2 separate regions of the Dromaius novaehollandiae genome follow, and region 2 is linked to region 1. A link is a contact called in public Hi-C data. All regions are on one chromosome and are shown on one strand. Each heading gives the region's core, a stretch centred on a gene start, on an enhancer-like site or on the middle of the called end of the contact. The rest is flanking DNA. Distances are from core to core; before and after follow the strand shown. Region 1 holds the start of ADAM22 (ADAM metallopeptidase domain 22). Region 2 overlaps ADAM22 (ADAM metallopeptidase domain 22).

Evidence for each region. Hi-C and Micro-C count contacts between places; a contact is called where the count stands out from the background.
Region 2: a contact with region 1 is called in a Hi-C map of liver, with 3 times the contacts expected there. The contact joins the enhancer-like site here to the promoter of ADAM22 in region 1. A contact is called at or near these places in 2 of 4 Hi-C or Micro-C datasets (brain and liver).

Annotation. Positions count from the first base shown.
Region 1 is chr2:24,533,815-24,540,084 of bDroNov1.hap1, forward strand. ADAM22 (ADAM metallopeptidase domain 22) reads left to right here and starts at 1,874. Exons shown (of 29, transcript XM_064506022.1): 1 at 1,874-2,070; 2 at 2,176-2,324. The coding sequence starts at 1,992.
Region 2 is chr2:24,612,573-24,618,744 of bDroNov1.hap1, forward strand. ADAM22 (ADAM metallopeptidase domain 22) reads left to right here. Exons shown (of 29, transcript XM_064506022.1): 5 at 128-210; 6 at 4,789-4,852; 7 at 5,544-5,613. Among named protein-coding and RNA genes, the nearest start is that of SRI, 74 kb to the right of the region's middle. Within about 2 kb of position 2,794, at least 2 of the 2 cell types and tissues checked have open chromatin away from gene starts, as enhancers often do.

The sequences.
Region 1 (6,270 bases), core at 624-3,123:
CACAAAAAGCTGTGAAATAGCGTGTTCACAGGGACAATTTTTGTCTAATAAATTTATTTTTTGTGCAATAAATTTAGAGGCTGGCTACAGCCACAAATAGAAATATTTATGACCTTTGAAAAAACATTGAAACATGACTTTACAGCAACGAAATTTCTCTCTGTAAATAGTACTTCTCCGTTTTCTTTACCCACCCCACCAAGGGACCCCACCAGGTCCTTTTGGTACCTTGCTGCAGAGTTTTGTAACCTAACTGTGTGCTGCGTGAGCAACTACTCAAGTACTTCATGGCTACTTTCAGGTAATATTCAATCTTGCCTGTAGTGTATGACTAGAGCTGTGTAAGCAGGACAGGGCAAAACTTGTTAGCTGCTTTCTCCTCAGAGTTGATATATCATGTCCAGGTGCGCTGTGCCTTCAAAATGCCTGTCTTACTGGACAGTCATCATGATGGGAATTTTCAGCTTGTCATACCATGATTTTGTCTGCTGCCTCCCAGATGTGTTATTTATACTGTGGAAATAAACTGTGGGAAACTGCATTTCCTTCATCTACCCTCTAATTGCTTCCCTTAAGAAGATTATCCAGTGAGATAAGACCTAAAAAAATTCAGGTCAGCAGCCTCGACCTTGTCTGAGGGGTGATTCCCTGGACAGGAGGCAGCAAGCGGCTCTTCAGGCTCTCGGTTGTGTCCCTTGTGCGCTCTGCAGGAGGAGACCCAAGGAAGGAAGCCTGGCAGGCTGAAATGCTTATAGGAGCAGAAATGGAGGTGTCAGATGTCTTAAACATTGCCAGATTGCATTTAATATTGATCTGCGTAATGGCTTTAGTCATAAAGATGAAGATAACATTTTTTTGTTCTTTTTGTGTTTTCTAGACTACAATGAGCAGCAGTTCTCGCTGTACTGTGTGTGTGATGCCACCTCTTCCTTTTTTAAGTGCTTGCAGCTCATGTTAAAACCTTCCAGTGTATAGTTTGATGACATATTATCTTGCTCTGGTCAGCAATGAGCTGCATCTGTGCTGCTCTGACCTTCCTCCTCCTCCCTTGGCACACCTCAGTAACTGTGTCACTTGAACCGTTCCCTGTAGCTAGCCCTCCGTCACGTTGGAAAACATGATGGAAGAGCAACCTTAGACAATTTCTCATCTCGTTCCTTTTCCAAAAGGCACCCAGCTAGGTGACTAGTGCTCACATGCGGCACCGCTGCCCTCCGCTCCCCGGCAGGGGGGAGTGCGGAGTGCGAGCTGCAACCGCAGCGCTGCTGCTGCTGCTGCTGGGGAAACCGGAGCCCGGAGTTTCGGAGGGAGGGCACGGGGACTCCTCCACGGCGCTGTCTCTTGTCCTGTGCTGTAGGGCAGGAGGGTGTGTTGGTGTATTGTAACGTGAAAGACGTGGTTCTGTGCTGTAGACCTTTACTTCTCTTTCAGTGCTAGCTTGGGGGAGAAAGCGGGGAAGAAGTGAGAACTCAGGAAGGGAGGAAAAAGGATCATAGGGAAGGAAAGGGGGGTGGGTTACTCTGAAGAGGCACCATCCCGGGCAGAGTCACGACCTGGAGGCAGAGGCTGATCGGAGGTGGGGGGGCGCTTGTGCTCCCTGCAGCAGGGGCCACCAGCTCCGCCCGACAGGACTGACTGGACGGGGCGCCGTGGCGGGCCGCAGCTCGGGGGTGCAGCGGGGCAGCCCCCCGCCCCGCCGCGCTCCGCGGGCTTCCCCCGGCTGCGGCGCGGGTCCTCCGCCACCGGCACTACATTTCCCAGCACGTCCCTCCGCACGGCCGCGCGCTGCGGGGGGCCTGGCCGCCCCTCCGGGCGCGGGGCGGAGCCTGCCCGCCCGCCCCCGCCCGAGCCGCGCCGCGCCGCGGCAGCCCACCCCGCGCAGCCCCGGCGCCGGCGGCGGCGGAAGCCGGGGCGGCACCGAGGCGGCGGGAGGCAGCGGGGCCGCTGCCGGCGTGCAGCGCTGCCCCGGCTCGGCCGCGGGGGGCAGCGCCATGCGGGCTGCCGCCTGCCTGCTCTGCCTGGCGCTCTGCGCCCTGGCCGCCGCCCCGGCGGCGCCCGCCCGGCCCCCAGGTGAGGAGGCGGCGGGCGGCGGCGCGGCCGGGGCGAGGGGCGGCGGGGCCGCCTCGCAGCGGCGCCGCGGGGCGCAGCCGGGTGACGGTGCCTCTCCCCGCGCAGGGCCGGCGGCGGCGGGGCGGCGGGGCGAGAGCCGCTTCGCGCAGCGAGAGAGCATCAGGCCCCTGCGGCTGGTCTCCGGCGAGGGCGGCGGCGGGGCGCGGCGCCCGGCGCTGAGCACGCGGGTGCGGAGCGGCGCGGCGCGGAGCCAGGTAGGCGCGGGGCGCGGCGGCGGCGGCGGCGGCGGCGGCGGGGCCCGGGCGCGGCTTCCTCGGCATCGGCGGCGCCGCGGGCACCTGCCGCCGCGGCCTGCTCCCCCCGGTTTGCCCCCTCCCGAAACGCAGCAGCGGCCGTCGCGCATCGCTCCGCAGGGCTCTCCTCCCTGCCTGCCCCCCGCGGCGTGCCCATATCCGCGGAGAGCAGCATTTCCATGAAAACGTTGCGCGGTGAAACGCGCGGCGCGTGCTCCTGGCGGTGCTCCGCGAGCGCTGACCTTGCTGCCGCAGCTGCCCGGTCACTTAAAATGGTCCCCGGGGCCTTTCACCCCCCGCACGCCGCTGCCCGGGTGCCCTGGGGGAGCCGAGTCCCACTGTCGGGGGGGTCTTAAAGCCACAAAATGAAAGCTGTAATACCTCTGCGACAGCTGGAGACGAAATATTGCAGCTTAATTCCAGTTTCTGGCCGGCCTCAGTGCGGTTTGATTTTGTATTCTGGGGACTCGAACACGCTTTTAAAAATGGAAATTAGAAGGGAGGTGTTTGAAATATAAAGTGTGAACTTCAATGCTGCAGTTTGATTTAGATGTTAGTACCCAAACTAGGGTATGTTTTCAGGTTTCTGTCATGTGAAGACCAATCTCTATAGTTTTAAACAACTAACTAGCTTAATTTATGTTAAGACACAGTAATTTTAGTCCTGGTCACTAATCATCATATTTGAGATGGTGTGCAAAATGACAGCAAATGTTATATCTAAAGGGAAAAAAATGTTGAGCGTACACGGTTATAAACATAGAGCCAGAAAAATTATGCACTTGAGGTAACTGCTGAAATCCCAGATGAGTTGCAGGCCTCCTTTTCCAAAAAAATTGGCTTCTGTCAATTTAAGAAACAAAATAAATGAAAAATTGTCTTCGACTTCTTTTATGTAATCCTTAAAATATAAGCACTGACAGTTTGTATTCTTCTTGTATGGTTAAATAATACAGATTCTCTTCATAGCATATTAATTACTTATAGACAGAACTTATTCTTCTCCTGCGTTTAAAAAAAAAAAAGTATGTGAAGGCTATATTTATGGTAAAATAAAATAGAGTGTGGTTTTTTTTTAAGTTCGAAAATGTCTGCTGTGTTTAAAAAGCAAACAACCCAACAAACCTCTCCGCATTCCAGGAACATCTGAAGAGCCGGAGAGATTGACAAATTCACACGTTACATTGCATGTCTGCTGCAAAGTAGCTATGGTTGCTTTTGGATCTAGCATCAAGATTCAGATACTGGCCTTACAGAATAAACCGTTAATTAATGAGTTTTGTTTTTCTGAATGTCTCAAACTTTTTGTTCACCAAATCTGATGCTCTTAACTTCTCAATTCATCCATGTTTAGTTAAGTCATTATTCAGTATTAACATTACCCCAACTAGACAAAAAGTAGCACTAGTGGATTAACAGGCATTAAGTGCATTTACTTCACAATAGCTTCCACACTAAACTGAACTAAAATACCTAAAGCTCTGCATGCAACTACAACTTTTCTTCTTGATCAAGAAGTTTCCCTCTGCTACTTAAAATATTCACAGCCTCTCCTGTGGCGTGTGATGGTTATTACCCCACTGAAGGATGCAATAATTGGCAGTGATTCGAAGGAAGAAAATTACTGAGTGAAAGCAGGCCAGAATGAGTGGAGCAGTACCAATTTTCTGTGTTCCTCGCAGAGGGCATGGTTACATCGTAATTGCAGGATACTGCATTTCTCACCCAGAGATCTGAGTTGGCTTGCCAGTGATGGACAGCAGCATGGCTGTGCTTGCTTCAACAAGGCTTTGGAGAAGCTGTGTTTAGGAAGGTATTTTTGCTGTAATAGTGTTAATTGCTGCAGTTGAGTAATTTCATACCCTGATTGTTGATGTCTAGCATTCCATTCAAAAACACTTATCTGTGCCCAAATACCTGTCAAGGCTATGGACTATAAGAACTAAGTTTTATGGTAGCTTTTGGATGGTTGGTAAAAGTTAGATAAGGGTATAGTGTGTTGGATGCTGTTCACACATGAAGAGACAACCATTTCTGCCCTGAAGAGTTAACTGCCAAACTTCAGTGATGTATGAAGGGTAGGGGAACAAAAGCACACTTGCGATCCATTTATGATTAAATATACATTGACTGCCTCTATGCCTTCTTCCATCCATTGCTAGTAGTCTTTGGACAGCTGTGTGTCAGAGTTAGAAAAAACATTCTTAAACAGAGATTTAAAGCAGAAGGTATTGACCTCGTGCATTAGTTTAGGAAGGATGCTTTTTGGAGGAGGTTAAAACGTTTGAGAATGATGACTGAAGGACAAGCAGCCCCATGTAGAAAAGAAAAGATACGTGAATGGGATAATACAGTCAGAGGACTTCACACTGAGGATGTAGCTATTGAATTAATGCAAAACAATAACTGTGTTTTGAACCGCATAAAAATAAAAAGGAGAGAGAGGGAGATAAGCTAAACTGGAGAGAAGGAAGTTGCATTATATTAGATCAGTTCTCTTAAATTCCTGGATGAAAGCTTTAGATTCAGAAAGCACAGAAGTTGTACAAGAGGGGATACAGACCAGAGTCTGGAATTGTACAAGAGGAAATTAGATGGTAGTTCAGAGGAAGGTTCAAGCAAAGTGTGGCTTTTGCAGATCAGGATTTTCAGAACAGGCTTATGATAGAACTGAGCCAAAGAAATGTAACAAGAGAAAAGAGGGTGAAAGAAGGGAAATGAAGGCAAAAGTGGCTGGGAAGTGATGGTTGACAGATTTCTAAAAATTTGGTTTTTTTCCCCAGCATTTGTTGAGCTTTTTTCTGCAGCAGCCTCCTTTGTTTTTTTGGTTTTGTTTTTTGTTTTTTTGTCCTTTGGCCTCCTTGTAACTAGTGAATGACTTCTAAATGTGCATGCTTTACTGCTAAATAGTCTTATGTACTCATCCTAGAAACCTGGAATGCAATTGCTTAAGTAACAAAATCGACGTGGTCACAGTCACAGCTGGACTTCAAAGCGCAGCACAAGACAAATGTTGTAGGCTGTCATATGGTTGTGTCATTAATGTTGTAATACACAATGGACTTCAAAACCTTCACGTCACTTTGGGATTCTGCTCTTAATTCTGCCAAGCAGCAGAATCGCCACCAGGATCCACGACATTCCCGTATTTCAAATTCTTAGTTCCTCAAAGGGGGTCTATTAGCAGTCGCACGGCATTTAATCAAAGGAGTAATCAAGATAAGATATATCTGAGGATGCTAATATTAATATTACCATTAATGTATCCCAGGATCATAGTAATGAACACTTGATTTGTTGTTGCATAAATAAGCCTATTAAAGATGAATGCCCCCTCTAACAGGGATGTTCAGTGAAGGCAGCCCTGAGATTTTTTGTGTTTAAAACACAGTTCCTTCTGTAGATAGTACAAGGAACCTCTTAACTCCGTGCCTTGAGCTTTGATATTATAAGAATCTCAAGGGAAATCACAATACTTTCCTTAGGTCAATACTATGCAGGCACACATTAAAAAGTATGAGTAAATAAGAAGTAACATTCCTCCCCAGTGCTTGTATTTGTTCTCCTACCTGTAAAAGAGAGCAAAATATAGCACTAAGTTGGCCTGTACAATCAACAGTTTGACTGTATATCAGCGTCTGATTTAGAGGACCCTTTTCTTAATAATCTTCTGTGGATCAGGTGTTCTGGTTGCAAAGATGAGATTCATTTTCCAGCTGGAGATTAGAGTGCCAGGCCTCTACATGCTTTCCCCCAACCCCAACACTGACAATAGCAATCTGGCTCTTGGCTAGAGACTGCAGCTGCAGTGTTTCGACAGTGCCAAAACACTGGGTCCTGGAAGGTCTCTGAAAGTGCCGTGCAACTTACACTACACGGGTAAACTCTTCTTGTGTTTGACTGGGTT
Region 2 (6,172 bases), core at 1,544-4,043, 80 kb after region 1:
ATTAGCTTTAAAGCGCTAAGGAGCACTTCTAATTCTTTCTTTTAATTGAATATTATTACCTGTCAAAGGACATACTGTGATAGTATGGGACATCCTGTGGATTTACATTCTCTATTTTCAATTTCAGGGTGGAGAACATTGCTATTATCAGGGACAAATTCGAGGAAATCCTGTATCATTTGTTGCCTTGTCAACATGCCATGGACTTCAGTAAGTCTGCTGTTTTGTTTTTACTGTGCTTTGCTTAATCTTTTAAACAAAATAAAGGTCTTTATAGTAAAATAAGTACTATCTGTTTTCTTATTAGGTTGCAACCACTATTAAGTATCTCAACAATCTTTTGAAAGTGTGGGCTTAATTTGAACCTTGTAAAATCCTTGCTGTAAAAGCATCCAAATTTCTTTTCTTTTTTTAACCAAGCACACAAGACAGCGACTGCAAGACACGTCATTTAAAAAAGATTATTATAGAGAAACAAGGGTAACTGAAAAAATCCTGTTCTACAAAAATAAAAAAATACTGTAATAAAAAATACTGTCAGTATTGATATGAAGTATTTGAAAAATATGTGTATTCTTTTTTTGTTACTACAATGGCAGACTTTATCTTTCTTTTCTACTCTACTGTATTTACAAAGCAAAGTGTGTCTGTTTAGAGTTTCTGTAGTCCTGTCCATTTTCTTCACAGAAGTGCTGGTCTTAAGCTGTGTACATGGGATAATACTTCTGTTATATTCAAATCTTGGAAAATATGGAAGAAAGCATGAGAAATTGGGCAGCAAATAACTATTTTATCACTAAAATGGTATACTTTTTTATTAAAGCTGCTGTCATCTGAAGGTTACAGGGAGCTATATGTGGATGGTATGGCTTTTGGCACTATCTTCTTTTGGCATTATTGAAAGAATGCTACTCAGGTTTTCAGAGCAGCCAAATAACTTCAGTGTCTGTTGACTCTGGGAATTACAAGTCTCAGCACTTTTGATACTGAGGTCATTCTTCATTTGAAAGGTCATGTGTGGAATAGCAGCAAGTGAGCCTGAGTGTGGAAATTACCTGAGCTTTGCTTTTTTCTGATGAAGCAAGGCTTAGCCAATGAGATCCTCTTTAGCTTATTATTTTCTATCTCCAGATACTCTACAATTTTGGTATCAGCCATAAAAATACATGTATTTGAGTGGTTTCTTTTATTTATGTCTGTATTTTCTTTGTTGGGAAGGGAGAGAATATGTGCAGAAGACTTGTCATTCTTGCGCTCATTTTCTGACCTGGAGCAGTATTTCTCTCTTTTGTATACAAGGTTGAGCAGCTCAAGAAACCTGAGCTCAGGTTCCGTATAGCCAGTGAGCCTAAAAATAGTAGCATCCTAATGCATCTAGAGGGGTTTTAACTGCATGGCTTCCATTAGCAGTCATCCATTAGGTCTTGGCTTGCAATCCCCTAGCCCCTGCTAACTCCTAGGAGAAAACGTGGGAAAGGAAGAAGAGGCTGCCTATGTCCTTTTCTGGTCTCCTTTTGGTGGTTGAGTCTTAAGACTGACCCTTAGGCTATTTTGTATTCTTAAATTGCCTGGTATTCAAATTAGTCCCTTCCGACGCAGTTATATGATGAGAGATGCAGATGTTTTTCCTTTATAATTAAGCTCTTCCTTGAGAGGTATCTTTTTTCTTTTTTTGAGGCAATAAAGTTCCAGCAGAGTTATCCTTCATATAAAGTATAATATGAAGCTTACTATAGCAGGCTGTGGTATGGATCCAGTATGACAAACTATCCAGTATCCAGGATCCAGTATGAGAAAGTAATATTTTTCTGAGCTGTATTAAACCCAGATTTTCTGACACTGTGTCTCCATCATTATAGCTACTTCCTCCACAGTTGGTTTCAGATGCTAAGTACTACCAACTTGCACCCATAGTCAGATCTCCTTAACTCCAACCACAATTTCAGGTGTCTCACTGGAGTAAGAAAAGCTGGGGAGAGTTATTTTTCAGTAAGATCTGTGGGGCAGGAGCTTAGCTTTCTTGAATTTTAGGAAGTGCATAAGATAGACCAGATGCTTTTAACAGAATATCAAGCTTCATATTCCTAAAGTTCGTGCTAATCTCTCTCACTTATTACTACTCCTAGAACTTGGCCTGTAAGAGCTAAATTTTTGTTTCAGTTCTCTGCGAGATAATGTTACATTTGTTTAACTAATCATAAATCGTGAGTGGTAATATCTGTGTTGTGGTCTTCCTTTTATAAGTTAAATTAATAAGGTGCCCCGGTGACACAAACCTTACAATTATGAATTTCTCCTTCTCTTCATAACTTCACTAATGAAAAATGTATCTCTGCAACTGAAATTCCAGGATAGCCAGCATTTTTTCTGTGGGATATGCAGTAGCCACAGTTTCCCAGGAATTAATGCAAAAAAACTTTAAAAGTAAAACACACTGGTTGTTGGGATATAAATATGCTATAGTCAGGTGTGACTGAAAATTTTCAGTTTCAAAGCGTGTTATGCAGACACCAGCTAAATATTCTTCTATGAATTTGCTGCCCACTGGTGGTGAACATAAAAACTGCTGTTATAACTGCAAATTAGACTTTCATTGCTGCAAATTTGTTTGTTTGAAGACTTCATGTAATCAAAATTCAGATCTTTAATGGCTTATATTTTACTATTGCTTTCTCTCTAACACTTCCAAGAAGATGCAGTTCTTTCACAGGATTTTGCACAGTAGTTTGAAGTCAGTTGTCAAGTAGGCGAGTCAGATCTGTAGGGTGGCTGTGACTATTATTACCACTGAGTGACTTGGTGGGAGGTCAGTGCTGCTGGGTGAAGCAGTTGTACAGGAAGCCGTTTGCTGACGCGCTCTGTCTTGTACACTGTGCTTGCAACGAGAGGGGAGGAAGTTTTGCTTGATTAAGAGCTGCAGGATGTTCCCAAATCTCATTTTATTCCTAGGCAGAGAAGCATAGCAGGTGCTAGAATGTTTATTTTAGGCAATGTTGACTTTATTTCTAGAGAATAGGCATGAGTGGTTTGAAAGGTGAAAGAGCTGTAAATTCTAGATGTACTCATGACAATATTTGTTATATAATATATACTCAGTACCCAAATCTGCTTCTGTGAAAGCTATGTGATTGACCCTGTAAATGAATAATATTAAGAGAAATATGCTTATGAAAAGCTGTAATGGTTTACAAGCTTAATGTGTGCTTATATTTCTTAGTAGTTAGGAATAGGAATGAATATTCTGTTTTCTAGAACATATTCTATATGCTAGGAATAAACATTCTATTCTTAACTGTTAAGTTAAGTCTTAAGAGTTAGGCGTAGAATGACAGTATTTTATTTATTGAACCTAGTCCTGTGCATAACCAAAACCACTTTTGCTCATTAAAAAAAAAAGAGCTACAAAAGAAAAAAAAATCTGTGTGTGTTGTTGAAAATTCTGGCAGCTTTTTAATGCCGAAAAATTTGTAAAACAGTAAATAAATAAATAATCTTGCTTTCTTGCTGCTGTTGTGAATATGTGCCAAATTTGAACCTACAGCTCATATTTATGGCCAAGCTTAAAGCCCATAGTAGTGACTCTTTAGAAGGGATGTGCTACTACAAGCTAATCTCAACCATGCATGTCACTGTATTAAAAGCAAAACTGCTGATTTGGTTGAAGATCAAAATGATGGTGATATAAGAAATGTCCTTTTGTTTTGTGCTCTTGAAGAATAATATCTGTATAAACACTTTTTTTTAAAGTATATGACCCATACTCATGAGTCCCGCATTTCATTAAGACTAGACCTCACTAAAACTCTAGTAAGGTAGCCCTTAATAGAAAACATCATGGCAGAAGTGGACCTCGTCTTTGCTGTACATTTAAGTGGTAATACAAAAGCATCTGGTGTTACTCTCTCAGGTTATCCTCATCCATTTAGCGCTTCACTTTGTTCTTCATTTAGAATTGAACTATATGTTGGAATTTACATGGAAAATCAGTGTTTGTGTATGTACTATCAAAGCAGCAGATTCTCCAATATATGTAGCAGTGTCCATATCATGGATGACCTTCAGTTTTCTGTGGTTGAGAAGTTTTTACGCCATTAAGAAAGAACCCATGAGTTCGGCACCAGGACCATGGGTGTGGCAGAAAGCATGGTCCTCAGTATCAGCATTTTCACCAAAATCCATTGGCAGCCTATCTGATGGGGTCTCATCTCCTTATCGTGAGATGTCTTATAATGTCCATGTTGATATCATACTGTATATAACCATTAAAAGAAAAGGTCATCTGACTGTCATCATTGTTGAAATGCCCAAAACAGCCTGCTATCCCTTTTTTACTCGGTACTAGAGAAGCTCATTGAGGGAGGGGTTAATCAAAAATGTTAAAATCTAAGAATCAATTCAATATAATAGTATTTTTTATTTGTGGGAAAGCTGTGGGAATGTTCCAAAACCTCTCTATTCATATTCTTAAGGACAGGTCTGTCACAGGTAGGTCTGTCTTGCTTGAGAGTGGAAGCTCAGAGCTAGATTTGGACCTGTCTAAATTGGCCAATTTTCCTGGTGTTTGTGTATGTTGTAGGAGTGTTTTGAAGAAAGTAGTATTTATATCTCTGAGGGAGAGCATGTCTTTCCAAAAAACAAAAAAGAATCATATTTACTTCCTGAAACAATTTTAACTTGTTCCTTTCCAGAATATTTGCATTTTTAAATATGTGAACTTACTAAACTTACTTTGGTGTTCTACTAATGTTTGTTTATTAAACCATTATTTACATTTCCTGCTCTTAACAGTGGGATGTTCTATGATGGAAATCATACTTACCTTATTGAGCCAGATGAAAACTACACTTCAGATGTGAGTAGAATTTCTAATAGTCCTGCCGTGTTGTTTGTTGAATACAGACATTCATGGGTATAGACTAGGCATAAGGGGCTGTGACTGAAATGCTATCCCCTCATTCCCAAGTCATTTTTCTAGTATTTGAGTGCCCATCATCACATGTATGTTCCAGGAAAGCAGAGGGAGAATTACAGAAGTAGTCCTCCAAAATTAGGTAGTAGCATGTGTATTTGTGTATACTCCCTAACATTTTGATGCAGAATAGCACTTGGGACAGTAAGGGTCCCTCTGAGCCCACAGGAAAAGCCTGTGAATACCTTGTCTCCTTCTCTCCCACTTTGCCACTCCAGTTTTGTTCCATACCTCTCATACTGCTTCAGTGCCAGCTGCAGCTTGGCAGCTCATATGAGCTTCGGAGGCTCTCCATGATATCCCTCAGCCGCTCACTTAAGTTCAGCTTCTGAGCTCTAAGGATGCTCATTGACTCCATTTGACGTACTCACATATGCCACGTAAAACATGATTAATCTTGGCATTAGTGATCCCATCATAGCTGAGTGAAGGAGGAGAATCTACAAAAAAATGATGCCTTGCAGCTTGCAGTTTCCCTAATGTAGTTGTTTGATGTCAAGGACCCCTTTAGAACTGTCTTCCTAATTCTCATGAGGTGGACTCATTTAATACATGCAACTGTTTACTGTTTCAGGATGACTTCCATTTCCACTCTGTTTACAAATCCAAGTTGTTTGAATTTCCTTTGGATGACCTGCCATCTGGTATGATTTTCTAATATTCATGACTATTGTCTTGTTTTAATCTATGGCCAGATTTGTTAATCATATTTGATTGTTAATCTTCTTGACAATGTATTCTGTATTTGTGTAGTGCTTCTTTTTTCTGATTAAATAAAAAGCACTGAATAAAATGAATCTGAAACCGTGAAAGCACTGGAAAAAACCTGAAGCACTGAAAAAAAACCTGAACCCCATGAATCAAACCTCACCTGTACCTTCAGATTGTGATGTATGTTTCTTTTAACAAGTCTTGTGGTCTACGGACTGCGTTATGTATGATTAGATATAGAAAAGAAAGGACTGAGGTAGCCTGAAGATGATGATGGAAAAACCCCACGTTGCCAACGATTGATAACTCTTCATGAGTTTTTCCCATTTTTAGGTACAGGGCGAGTATCATGGTGTGAGTATGAGTCTAGGAGACAGGAACTTGCCAAATACTGTTGCTGTTCTGTGCCATGCTCTTCTCCAGTCTGTTCAGTATCTTTCACATTGTGGGCTCTAGCGCAGGTCACGCATTTTGTTGCAAATGACTTTGGAA